2 separate regions of the Gossypium hirsutum genome follow, and region 2 is linked to region 1. A link is a contact called in public Hi-C data. All regions are on one chromosome and are shown on one strand. The core of a region is the stretch at or near the end of the contact, and the rest is flanking DNA. Distances in the headings are between cores, read along the strand shown.

Region 1 (6,499 bases), core at 760-3,259:
TAGAAGCATTGCACACAAGGTGCCACATGTGTAGCCATTGCTACCTCTATCTCATATCACATACATGCTTGCTCTCGAGCCAACAACGGGCCTTCTCGCACAAGCTGTCAGTCGAGACGTAGTTACATGGTGCTGCTCACACAAGTTGTCAAGTAACCGCAACATATGTCGGTATGCTTAGCCACCGGTAGGACATACAGGACCAGCACCCGGAATCACATAACATAAAACCCTGGTGACATGTCACTTCTATCCTAATCTATTCCTAAGGTTCGATTGGGATTTCTCGCTTGTCAAAACGTCATCAAATGTGTCTGTAAGATCGATTACACAATTCATGCATAAATTAAAGCATTCAAAATGCATTTAAAGTAAATCTTATTTAACATACGAACTTACCTCGGTTACAAAAAACGGCCAAAAGGACCTATTAGTTAAATACTTTGTTTTTCCTTCGATCTACACCTGAGCTTCATTTTTCTTGATCTATAATACGATATTTAACTTATTTAATCATTAAATTATTCAATTAAGCCCAAAAACATATTATGGCAAAATTTACATTTTTGCCCCTCACTTTTTAACTTTTTACAATTTAGTCCCTAAACTCGTAAATTGAATTTCATTCAATTTCATCATAACACAATCCTAGTCGATTGTTATTTATGCTCATAACAACCCACATTTTTCATTTATTCACACTTCTTTACATATTTTATAGACTTTTACAAATAAGTCCCTATTTGACTTTTTACCAAAAATTATTTTGCAAAAGTCGTTTAACAAACAACAAACATGCATTTTCTACCAGCAAACATCAAAATACATGTACATCCAACATGGGTAAAATTTTGGACTTCGATTTTCTTTCAAATTAGTTCTTAAAATAGCTAAATCTAGTTACAACAATCTCAAAATTGTATAAATCGTTAAAAACGGGACAAGAACGGACTTACAATCGAGCTTGAAAGCTTGGATAAAACCTTAGCTATGTCTTATTCTTCAAATTCGGCTATGGGGGGGGACTAATTTGAGAAGATGGACACTTTTATTTAGTTAATTTTTTCTTTATTTGACAAATTACTAAAATGCCCTTAATGCATAACTTTACAATTTTACCTAGTCATGTCAATTTTTTTCCATACTAAATATAATGGTCTAATTACCATTTAAGGACCTCTAGTTTAGAATTTCATAGCAATTTGACAACTTTAACCTATAGAACTCAAATTTTGCACTTATTACAATTTAGTCCTTCGAGTCAAATTGGGTACTCAATCGATAAAATTTCTTAACGAAATTTTCACACAATTATTCTATCATGCTGTAGACCTTAAAGAAGTAATAATATAAATATTTCTAGTTCAGATTCGTGGTCCCGAAACCACTATTCTAATTTGACCCAAAAACAGGATGTTACAAAGCATCTCCTAAATTGAACTTGATATACGACATATTTGTCTTTCAATTAGTTTGCTCATTTTGATTAGACTAAGAACATGTTTAGGTTTGTCTACTAATATAAGTTGTCTTTCTGTATTTAGGGATATATTTAGGCATCAGAGAGTAATTAGACGAAAGTGTAATTATTAAGATAGAATTACATCCATTTAGAATTAGAAGAAATTTTAATTCCCTATATATGTTTTATTTTACAAAGTGTAATCACTCGTAATTTTTTATATCATATTTGATAATATAAATTGGGATAAAATATGCTTCAATCCTTATACTTGTTGTACATTTGGAATTTAGTTCCTATACTTTTATTTCAAGGAATTTAGTGTTAATATTTAAAAATGCAAATCCAGTTGTTTACATTGTTAAAACTCTTCTCTTAAATTTAGGTTTATTGCAACGCTACTTTTTTATTACATGACTATCAAGTGAATTGTTTTTTTTTATTTTAAAATGTTACACTATTGAATTTAATAGAAGAATTTAAATAAATTTAATAATTGGACCTAAATTTTGTAAATTGAATAGTATAGGGACTAAATTTCTAAAAGTAAAAATAAAGAGACTAAATTTCAAATGTATAAAAAGTAAAGGGACTAGGAGCATATTTTAAGCACAAATAATTTCCCATGAACCCTACACTACGTCAATGAACGTTTACGCGTGGTTGACTGCAAAGAGTCTTCTGACCAAAACAAAAGGCCGAAGAAAAACGAAGCTACCGAGTAAATGCAAATGCAAAATGTAGTCTTTCATGGAAAACGAAATGTCTCAGATCTCACGACTTCACATGAAATTTGTGGGAAAAAATAACAAGAATTTTAAAAAACGCAAAGCCAAACTTCAAACTCACACCATAAGTGAAGGATAGATAGACGACAAAAAGTAAGTGTTAAAGCTTATCTCATAATCTCAAATGGGCATCAATCTTTCGTCCCTCGCTTGATTTTCCTCTGCTTTCCACAATGCCTGATTTAGATCTACCTCTACCAGGATCAGCATGTAAGTGTCAGGGAAGAGAAAACAAATCCGGCCCCTGTAATCAACCTTGTGGAAACAACCATAAGCCACTGCCAAGGCCTACGCCACAAGCGCTACCACCAGGTCAGAAGCATGATGAGCAAAGCTTGTTGGTTACTGGCTTCACAGTAGTGGCAAGCATGCTAAGTTCCGCTCTTCTACTATGTATTTTCTTTGCACTTGTTAGATTGTATTTTAACAAGAGGACCAATCATTCAAGGAGAAGAAGTTTGCCCGTTGTTTTTTTCGGTACTCAAGATGACTTTTTCCTTGATGAAGATCAAATACCACAAGTAGATAACCCCATATGGTACATCAATACTGTTGGTCTCCAACAGTCGGTCATTGATTCCATCACAGTTTTCAAGTATAAAAAATATGATGGGTTGATTGAAGGGACCGAGTGTTCTGTTTGCTTGAACGAGTTCCAAGAAAATGAAAGCCTCAGGCTTTTGCCCAAGTGCAGCCATGGTTTTCACCTTCCTTGTATCGACACTTGGTTACGGTCACATCAAAACTGCCCATTGTGTCGCGCCCCTGTTGTTTCCGAAACCATGATTGCTCATACCAGTGAACCGGGGCCTAATTCCATTGATTCAGGTTCGAGCAATGAAACCCCGGTAGAAAACGATGTCGGTGAAGGTGGAATCAGTGAAGAAATGAGAACTTGTAGGATTGAAGATGAAGACAATTGGGAAAATTCTAGGAAAATTTTGGGTCATTCTGATTCAAATATCTTAACCGATATAGACGGGATTCAAGAAGAGATTCAAGCGACGAGGAGGTCAGTTTCATTGGATTTATCTTCTGCCATGGAAATAGCTGGTGAAGCAACTGCGAAGCATAAACATCGTGGAAGTTTAGATACTGAATTACAACAGTTAAAGTGTTCAACGGGAAAGATTGCTGTGAAGCGAAGCAGAGGAGGTTCAAGCATATGCAAGCTGATGAAAAGCTCTTCAATAAGGAGATCTTTAACCAAGGGGCCTGTTTCCATGAAAAGATCTTTCTCATCTGGTGGAATATTCTTATTCTCCAAAAGAACTAAATGCCAAGGTTCGATCCTTCCCTTGTGAATTCAAGCTGAGATAACAGCGGATTATAGAAGTAAATGGATCATCGAAGTTTACTTGCGATATGGTGCTTCGCTATAATCATGGTAGTTAAATATGCTGCTATTTATTTTGAGTTATATATAACATATAATTTCTTTAGATGTTTCTGTTTCTACTTTTCTTGTATTGAATAAATAAATCTCCCCGTCGTAGACTATATACTCCCAAATTAATATAAAAAAGGTGAATGAATTTGCGTTATACGTGTATGGTACTCAGATATGTTTACAAGCTTCCATAGAGTTGGACTCGGACTTAAATGAAAAATAAGTTTACTTGTCTAGGCTTAACCGGTTTGGTTTATAAGCTTGTTTTATCTTTTCTTTTTAGTTAATTGCACCATAAGTCCCTAAAGTTTGGCCTAAATTTTAAATTGATTTGTAAACTTCAATGAGTTTTAAATATGCTAAACATAATATTTAACACCTAAACTAAAGGCTACGCTAGCAAAAAAAAGTTCATGGTTTTGATAATTTAAGGATTCAATTATAAAATTTTAAAATTTAAAAACTAATTTAAAACTTTACATTTGGTATAATTAACATTATTTCGCCTTACAAAATTTGGGAAGAGGATGAGTTACATATTATGACTGTTGATAGTTATTTACTTTGTGATATATATATATATTAAAATATCAAAAAGAAATGGGTAAACTATACAAATAGTCATCCAACTATTAAAAATTTTCATTTTAAGCACTTAAAATAAAAACTTTGCAATTTAAGCACTCATATTATATAGTTCGGTCATTTTGGTCACTCCGTATGGTAAGAGAATGTGGCAGTTAAACAATCGATATAATAACAAATTTAGTCCTTAACTTTTACATATTATATCAATTTAGTCACAATTTTTAAAAAATTAACTCTCAAAATTTATAAATAATCTCAATTTGATCCTAATTCTAAAAAAATTCAAATACATATATAAAAATACATCAATATTTTTAAATATATAATAATAAATTTAAATTTTATAATTATATTCATATTAATATTAAATAAATATAATTTTGTGTTGAAACGATTCATGACATAGAGGATGAGGTGATGAGGATGACTGGGATTTGATGTTATCGTAGTTAAGCGGGTTTTTGTTAATACGATGGTGACAAGATTTGAGAACAATGAAAACGTTGAAGATGTTATAAAAGAAGGACGAGGAAAACTTCTAAAGGTATTTGAGAGGATTGAAGCATGGAGAGAGAATTTGGTGTCCGGATTCAGAGGAGCATGGATACCAAATTACATGAATGAAATACTAGGAAGCACAGACACGGCTCATCCCTCCTCATACAGGTGTTGTACGTGTGTCCGACACGGACACTCGTCGGACACGCCCGGATACGTATAGGACACGCCGAAATATGTCAAAAAAATTCAGACATGGTGACGATGGATAGAGGCGCCGGATTGAAAAACTCCAGATGAGAGTGAAAAGAGAAGCAAAGTTTTAGATTTTCTTTCCCCTATTTCTTTCCTTGAAATGAATGAAAGGAGGAAAGTAAGGCTGAAAGTTTTAGGATTTTCTTAAAGGAAATGAAAGTTTTTTTTTTCTCGGACAAATTTGAAGCAGTCCAAGGTCTGTCTTAGTTATTTGCAATTAATTTAAAATATTGGGTTGAATTTCCTTTTCGGTTTATTATTGTGGGTAACCCAAGGTCTGTTTTGGGCTGTTTGTAAATTGATTCAAAATATTGGGCTGGATATTAAGTATTTAAACATAAAAATATATATAAAATTTATTGTCATATCTTGTAATATTCGTGTCTCATTTTTTAAAAATTATCGTATTGCCGTGTCCGTATCTTGTCGTACCCATATTGCATGTCCGTGTTTATGCTTCATAGATGAAATAATATTGCTTCAGGGCAATATACATTTTACCTGAGTCAATAGAGACTACGGAGATGAAATCCTTCGATCTTGGTAACATTTTTGTATTAATTGATTATCAAAAGAGAATTGATGTGGTGGATATGATTCACTCGGTTAAATGTGCAGGTTGAATAGACTATTTTACCAAGAGAAATGTGTCATTGTAGAGAAAAATTGAGGTTTCTTATTGACGAGTATGAGCCATTGTCTTTCTCTAATGGCTATATATTTTATTTGGTTAGTAAGGAAGAACATATTATTATTATTATTGTAGACAAAGACGATGAGGTGGGTTTGACGAGGAGAAATTTGTGAACACAGCTGCTATGGAAGGTGGGTTCACGATAAGGGCAAAAATAGGGTCCAAATTTAAAGGATTCGGCGAAGAATTTGGAGCCTCTAGAATCGGGTGGGCTCGTTTGCAGCCCGAATTTTGTTAAAGGGCCTGGAGAGTGAGTCAGTTGTCTGAACAGGCTTGCGGTTCTAATGAGAGATGCCTGATGATGAGGGTTGAATGGGAGGCTTCCTTAGACGGTATTGATGATGACATAACAGTTGCCCGAATTGATTCAGAGAACTGTATGGTGAACCATAGGGTGGAAATGGTGCTTACTGACGAGTCAAGGAAACAATTGATCAACAAAAATTAATATCTATTTGTCCAGATGAGAATTTAATGATGTGATGTCACATTCCAAAGGACAAGCAGGTGATTTAGCGTCCATACGGGATAAGTTCTAATAACAGAGGACGATTAGTGTAGTCGAAGAGAGTGTTTTAAAAAAATTGGTTTAAAACTTAAGAAGGTATTTGATATGATGAAAAATTATCATGTTTTAAAGAATTTAATTGGTTGGAATATGATTTTAATGTTTAGTATGAAAATTTTAACATATTTTTTTTGAAATGTAACATTCTCATGAGATTTACTTTTCCACAAGTAATGACATGCTATTCTAACAAAGCTGAAATGAAAATTCTTTTGTTAAAAATGAAAAATCTGGTAGCTAGTAAAAAAATGACATA
Region 2 (6,701 bases), core at 2,028-4,527, 180 kb before region 1:
AAAATCACTAAAAACGAGGCTAGAACGGACTTACAATCGAGCTTGGAAGCTTGGAAACCCTAGCGATAGAGTCTCCCTTGGTATACACGTCCATGGTGAAGAAGATGAGCAAAATTGGCTTTTAATTTTGTATTTTAATTCATTTTACCCCTAAATGACCAAAATACCCTTACTACTAAACTTTCCAAAAATTCCATTCATGTCCAATATTTGTCCATAAACTTTGAAATTGGTCAAATTCTATTTAAGACCTCCTAATTAATATTTCAAAGCAATTTCATACTAGAAACTTCTAGAATGCAAGTTTTGGAACTTATTCAATTTAGTCCCTAACTTCAAATTAAGCACTTTATGCATAGAATTTCTTCATGAAATTTTCACACAATCATGCAATCATATTATAGACCTCAAAATAATCATAAAATAATTATTTCTATCTCGGATTTGTGGTCACGAAACTACTATTCCGATTAGGCCCTAATTCAGGATATTACAACCTCAGCAAGGAGAATGTCAAAACAAAATCATATGATACAACATATGGTGACAACTGACTTATAACGGCCATGCAACATGGCCGACCACACGAGCAAGTCTACCTTCCTTAATGTTGGTTACGTGAGACTACTAAACAAATAGTAACCCTCCTATATATATCCTAGAACACAAGTAGCAAAAGATCTCCTTCTTCCCCAAGAAAACTTAAGTATCAACCTCCTCTCCTCCTTTTTGAATCCCCTAACTCCAGCTATCTACCTGGCATAGGTAAATCGGCCTTCTTGTCTCCACCATTTTCTCCTCCTCGTCGTCCCTCATTGAAATCTTGTATCAGAGTTGTATTTTTTTTCTTATAATTTTCATCTATATCTAAAGCATTAACAAAACTTTTTGTTTAATTTATTGTGTGAAACTCAATAGTTTAAGGTCGTAGAGGAATTCAAGAATTTGATGTCATAGAAATTGGGAACGGGGAAGAAACTCAACTGTTAAAGGATGGTATAGAATTCCCAAGCTATCAAATCTAGTTAAACTTTTTCAACTCTCAAGAAAAACACAGAACCGAATTCAGTTTTTTTTAAAGAAAAAGCATAAATCTTAAAATCATACGTTACTAGGAAAAACTAAAATTCTTTCATCATTTGTTACTATATTGCATAAAGAAAAGATAAAAGAAAATGATGATTGATGATTTTGTTTACTTTGCCCCAATGGAATGGGGGAGATTTTTCCATTTACAGCAGAAGAGTGAAAAAAGATAAGTGCTATCAATTACGACCTAATCATTTCCCGCACGCCTGGCCTGGTGTCGCCATATGCTTTAAGCCCTCTTTCGGCGGCCATATCAACCCTTCTCTATGCCTCTTCTTCAGCTCCAAATCCCCATTTTTCTCTTTCTTTCACGGTATTAGTAGTTTAACTTGTTACATAATTCGCATCTTACAACACTCTTGGAGCTTCATTTTAGATACCCAACTTTGTTTTTTGGCTTATTTCATTGCATTTGGTTACATACATGCTCATTTTGGCTTCTGCTTTTAGTTCCATTGCTCCGGATAACACCATTGAAGACTTGGAGCTTGCTCATCAGAGAAGAAATTGCAAGCTTCATCTGCAGTAAAGAAATTGTGCTCTTCCATCTTCACAAGATAGGTTGTTTTTGAGAATTGGAAACAATTCATGGAGGACTGTGAAGACGAAGAAGATGAGTCGAAGTTGAACGAAGAGGTTGTCGTTGGTGACATCAAAAGATGTTGGCTTTGTAGGACCCCAGATGACGAAACAGCACCATTGCTGGTGTTGTTGTTGGTGTGGTCGTCTTCATTCAAGATAGCACTTGAGTCACTATCCGATGACCCATCTTTCAGTTCTGGGAAAAGGATGGCGTCAGCCACTCTATTGTTGCTGCTCTTGAAGCACTCGTAGTTCAGTTCTACTGGCTCGGATGAAGTGGCCAAAGAAGAAGCTGGAAGTGGTTCACTTTGTTCCATTGTTTTATCGTCAGTTTCAGGCACAATCGCCTCCTCTTTCACTGAAAGGTTGCTCCCTACGCTTTCTCCGTTCAGCTTCGCTTTCAGCTCTCTTATCTGGCAGCAATCATTAGGCTGTTTTTAGAATAAAAAGCTAAAGAAAGTGAAGTTATTGGCACGTTAACCAAGCAGTTATAATATTACCTCTTTGAGAAGAGCTTCATTGCCATGTTGGAGGGTATCAAAGTTCAGCTTAAGAGTTTCATAACTGGTTTTAAGCAGGCCATAATCCCTTTCCAATTGCTTGGTCTTCCACCTGGCACGGCGGTTTTGGAACCAGACAGCAACTTGTCTAGGTTGCAAGCCAAGTTCTTGAGCTAGTTTCACTTTCCTCTCAGGTTCAAGCTTGTTTTCGACCTCGAAATTCTTCTCCAAGGCCTTAACTTGATCCACGCTTAAACGCCTCTTCTTCTCAGCAACATGGCCTGCTTCCTCCAAACAGCCTTCTTCCTCTAATCCATCTAACATCGACTGCAACTCTTTACTGTAAATATGGTTGTTTCTTGGACTTTCTTCATCTGAACCAAACAAAACAAATAGCCAATTGAGACACTAAAGCAAGGTATTTTGCAACCAAAAAAAATAAAAGATTTAATTCTAGATGAGGTTAATTGAAATTGGGGTTGTTTTTTTAGACCTGTGGTTGGGCAGATGGACATGAAAGTAGCCATGGAATCTGAGCTGCCAAGCGATCTCTTCATGGTTTGATGAACTTGGTGAAATGAACACTCTTATGTAAAGTAGAGATCTCTTTCTTCTTCTAGTCTTAAAAATCCTTTTAAGTTTTGGTGTGTTGTGAGTGGCTTTCTTCTGGTCAAATCTTTGTTTAAGTGGCTCAAGGTCGAGAGAAGTTATTACAAATCGTAAGTTTGTCTGAAACAAGATCAACTTGTTTACAACTGTATAACAAACAATGCCCTCTCTTAACTTCCTCATCAGATTTCTTCTCTTCTTGTTTCATCCTCTTAGTTCCCATTGAAAACAATCAAATTCAAAGCAAGAAAACAAGACACAGCAACACAAGCTTCCAACAGACCCGATATACATACAAGAACACCCCTGCCTCAAAAAGGAAAAAAAAAGAAAAGGAAAAGAAAAAACCCAACCCTACAAGAGAAGAACTTTGAAATATTTCCGTTTCTTCCACACCATTACCCGATCAAAACTCAATTAAATTACAAAGACTTTAACCAGAAGAACCCAGCTGAGAGCTGGCTTTAACCAGTTTCTCCAACTTTAAATAAGGAACTTCGATGGGTCACATTTGGGTTAGAATCTGACTGGGGTTAAGCAACGTTGGCAAATGCAAATGAACCCAAAATGCATTCCAAATGCAAGTTTTAGCTTTTACTTGTTATTGCCGGTTTTCGACCGTTTTATTTTGTTTTGTTGTTTTCCCCTTTTTGGTGGTAAAACTAGAAGGGGTAACTTGTTTATAATAAAATAATATTATTGTTTTATATATATTTAAATAATTGAAATGGCTCGGCTTATAAGGGCTTGGCGCTGGTTTTTTTTTTCTCTTATTTTTTTTAGGCTTAAGAAGATTTGGTTGGCGTCAGCGTATCATGGACTTCACTACTCCTGGTCGGTGCAATTAATCGTTGATCATTTTAATATTTTTTTAAAAGAAAAAATATTCATAAACACCTTTTTAGTCTTTTTAAATTTTGATACCCGTAGATAAATTGATCTTTCTTTAAAAAATTGAAATAATTTATTAATTATGGCTTTAATACTTTTTATCGATTGTATATAGGTATAATAACGAATTTAATCATCAACATTTTTTAAATTATATGTGAATATTGATATATGTGAATGTTGCAGGCAATATTTTTATAACTAAATTGATGTTTAGACCGATCATACTATCAATTTTTAGTTTAATCAATTGATCAGTTTAATTAAATAAATTTTGAGTAAATTGGTCTCTCTTTAAAAAAGTGAGACAATTTAATTCTTAATAATTTTGAAAGTAAGCAACTAAGACAATTAATCATAACTTTAATTTTTTTGTCAATGGTACATAATTTTGATTAATATAATAGCAAATTTAACTTTCGATGTTTATATATTCTACATAAATGTTGACAAAACATATAATGTTGCAGGCAATATTTTTAAAACCGAACCAATGGTTAGACCAGTTAGACTATCTATTCCGAATTTGATAGATTGGTCTAATTTGATTAAATAAATTTTAAAAAATAAAAACCTCGGTTTAAATGATTTGTGAGTCAACCGCTTTAACCTCTTTCTTTAAAACCAATGTACCAATCAGCCTACTCCTAATAACTTTGGTTGTGGGCTAAATTTTTAAAATTAAATTAAATTAATAAAATGTGTAAATTTTGACAGTTAAATTAATTATTATATTGTGTACAATTAATGAAAAACATAATACTAATAGTAATTTATTTAAAAATAGATACAAATTAAATTATTTTGATTTTTTTATAAATAGAATGAATCTACTCAACATCAAAATAAAAAGATATCATATAAGTCTTTTTACCAAAAACACTGGGCCTAAACATATTCTTTTGTTACGAAGAAATATATCATTATTGAAAAAACTTTATTGACATATTTATTTTTATTAATTTTAACAGTACAGAAAATTCTATTACTTTTATTTCATTGATAGATTGATTTGTATATTTTATATGGAATATAAAATGAACAAAAATAATTAACAATATTGTTACTCATTATATTTTAATATAATTTGATATTTAATTTTTATATTTAAAAAATTAAAAATTATTTTTTTACTTTTTTATTTAAAAATATCAGTTTAATCATTATTTTTCATCAAAATTTGTCATTCTTGCGTATTGATTAAGTTGCTCTTGTGAGATATGGCATACGATTGAGCTTCTCTCCAAAAGCACTTTTCTTTTAAGTTAAAAATTTTAATTTCTTTTTAAAAGTATTTTTTTCTTGAAAGTATTTTTAAGAAATATTTTTAAATTAGACCTAAATAAGTTAATAATTTTTAATAGAAATTACTAATAGCAATAATGATTAGAGAACAATTTTTAAATTAAAAAAATAAGAGAATTAAACTTTTTTTTATTTTAAAGTATAGAAATTAAAACTCAAATTTTATAATGGTGCATAGACTTTTTACCTAAAACCATCGTAATAAACATATATTTAAAATATAATAGAATTGAAAATGATTTCAAGAAATAACAAACTTTTTTAACTCTAGAAATTATATAATCAAAGTACGAAGGAGAAATTTATTTATTTTTTATTTCTAATAAAAAAAATTGACGCCAACAACTCTGTACGATAAATATGAATATTTGGCAGAATATACAATCAAATTTAGTGAGCTGAGAAACTAATTAATTATTTAACATGATTTCAAGCAGCTTAAAAATTAATTTGAAAAATTCCTATTAAAATCCTTTGGTTTATAAAATGGAAAAAAAGAGAAGAAGTTATAATCTGGTTATTGACCTGTTAAATATAAACCTTGGCCCGTCAAATTAAAATTCATAGTCCTCTTAATAGATCTCTCTTATTCATCCAATGCAAGTGCGAGTATGCGAGTATGCTTTTAAGTTATACCGGTTGCGTTGAGTTCGGTTTTATGAAATTTTTAACCATTTATATTAATTTTGAAATTTTGAAAATTTAAAATTTATTTGATAAAATGATGTTTATTTTATTATTTTTAAATATTATTTGATAAAGTTTAAAGTATTCTTCATAAATATTTTAAAAGAAATTCAATTAAATAGAAAATAATTAACTTTTATATGGCATCTTTTAAAAAATATTTTTATATAGAACTTTTAAGTTATTTATTTTAAATATAAATATTTATTTTTATTTTAAAAATTAAATTTAATTATAAATTAAGTAAAAATAAAAATAATTGCAACTTTTTAGTTTATATTCCGACAACTGAAAAAATATCTCTTGTTTCCTCCTCTCCAATGCATAAGGTTGAGTTCTGTAAATAAGTATTTAGACAGTTGTAAATTATATTTTAATTTTATATAGTTTTTGAAATTTAAAATTTCAATTTTAATTAAATAGTAATTATTAAATTTATTAAATTTTATTATTTTTACGTGATAAACATATTATTATATATATAATATCATGCCAATTTGTTATTTCTATTTGATTTAGTGGTTGTCATTTGTATCAAGATTAAAAATTTAAATTTAAAAAAGTATAACGATTAAGAATGACCAAATTTGAAAACAAGGATTAAATCTATAATTTTACACATGGTATAAAATTGATAGCAGAATGTAACAAAATAAATTATTTGTTACTGTTTAAATTAGGATTAAAATTTTAAAATTTAAAAGTTACAAAAACTAAAATTAATTAAATTAAAAATAAATTCATTAAATCCACAATTTACACATAATATATAAACTAAAATTAAAAAATATAAAAATTATTATTAATCAAATTAAAATATAAACATTAAATCTATAACTTATATAAAATATCCATATCGATAACCAAATTTAACCTAAAATTAATATCAATATGCAAAGCTTCAAGGCAACGTTAATTGAGCTTAACTTTTCAACTCTTCCACCTGCAAGTAATTATTGAGATATCTTGAAAGTTCCTACTACTAGTAAAAAAGCATTGCACATATTTTTGTAAAGCCAAAAATTAAGAGGAAAAATT

The links. Hi-C and Micro-C count contacts between places; a contact is called where the count stands out from the background.
Region 2: a Hi-C map of leaf shows a contact between it and region 1, with 2.6 times the contacts expected there. The contact joins the promoter of LOC107888859 here to the promoter of LOC107920286 in region 1. A contact is called at or near these places in 2 of 34 Hi-C or Micro-C datasets (both in leaf).

What each region holds. Positions count from the first base shown.
Region 1 is chrA12:61,162,237-61,168,735 of Gossypium_hirsutum_v2.1, reverse strand. It overlaps LOC107920286 (RING-H2 finger protein ATL54), which reads left to right and starts at 2,009. Exons shown (of 1, transcript XM_016849911.2): 1 at 2,009-3,794. The coding sequence starts at 2,424. The coding sequence ends at 3,554.
Region 2 is chrA12:61,347,031-61,353,731 of Gossypium_hirsutum_v2.1, reverse strand. It overlaps LOC107888859 (homeobox-leucine zipper protein ATHB-6), which reads right to left and starts at 3,277. Exons shown (of 3, transcript XM_016813108.2): 1 at 2,665-3,277; 2 at 2,172-2,545; 3 at 1,113-2,084. The coding sequence starts at 2,728. The coding sequence ends at 1,536.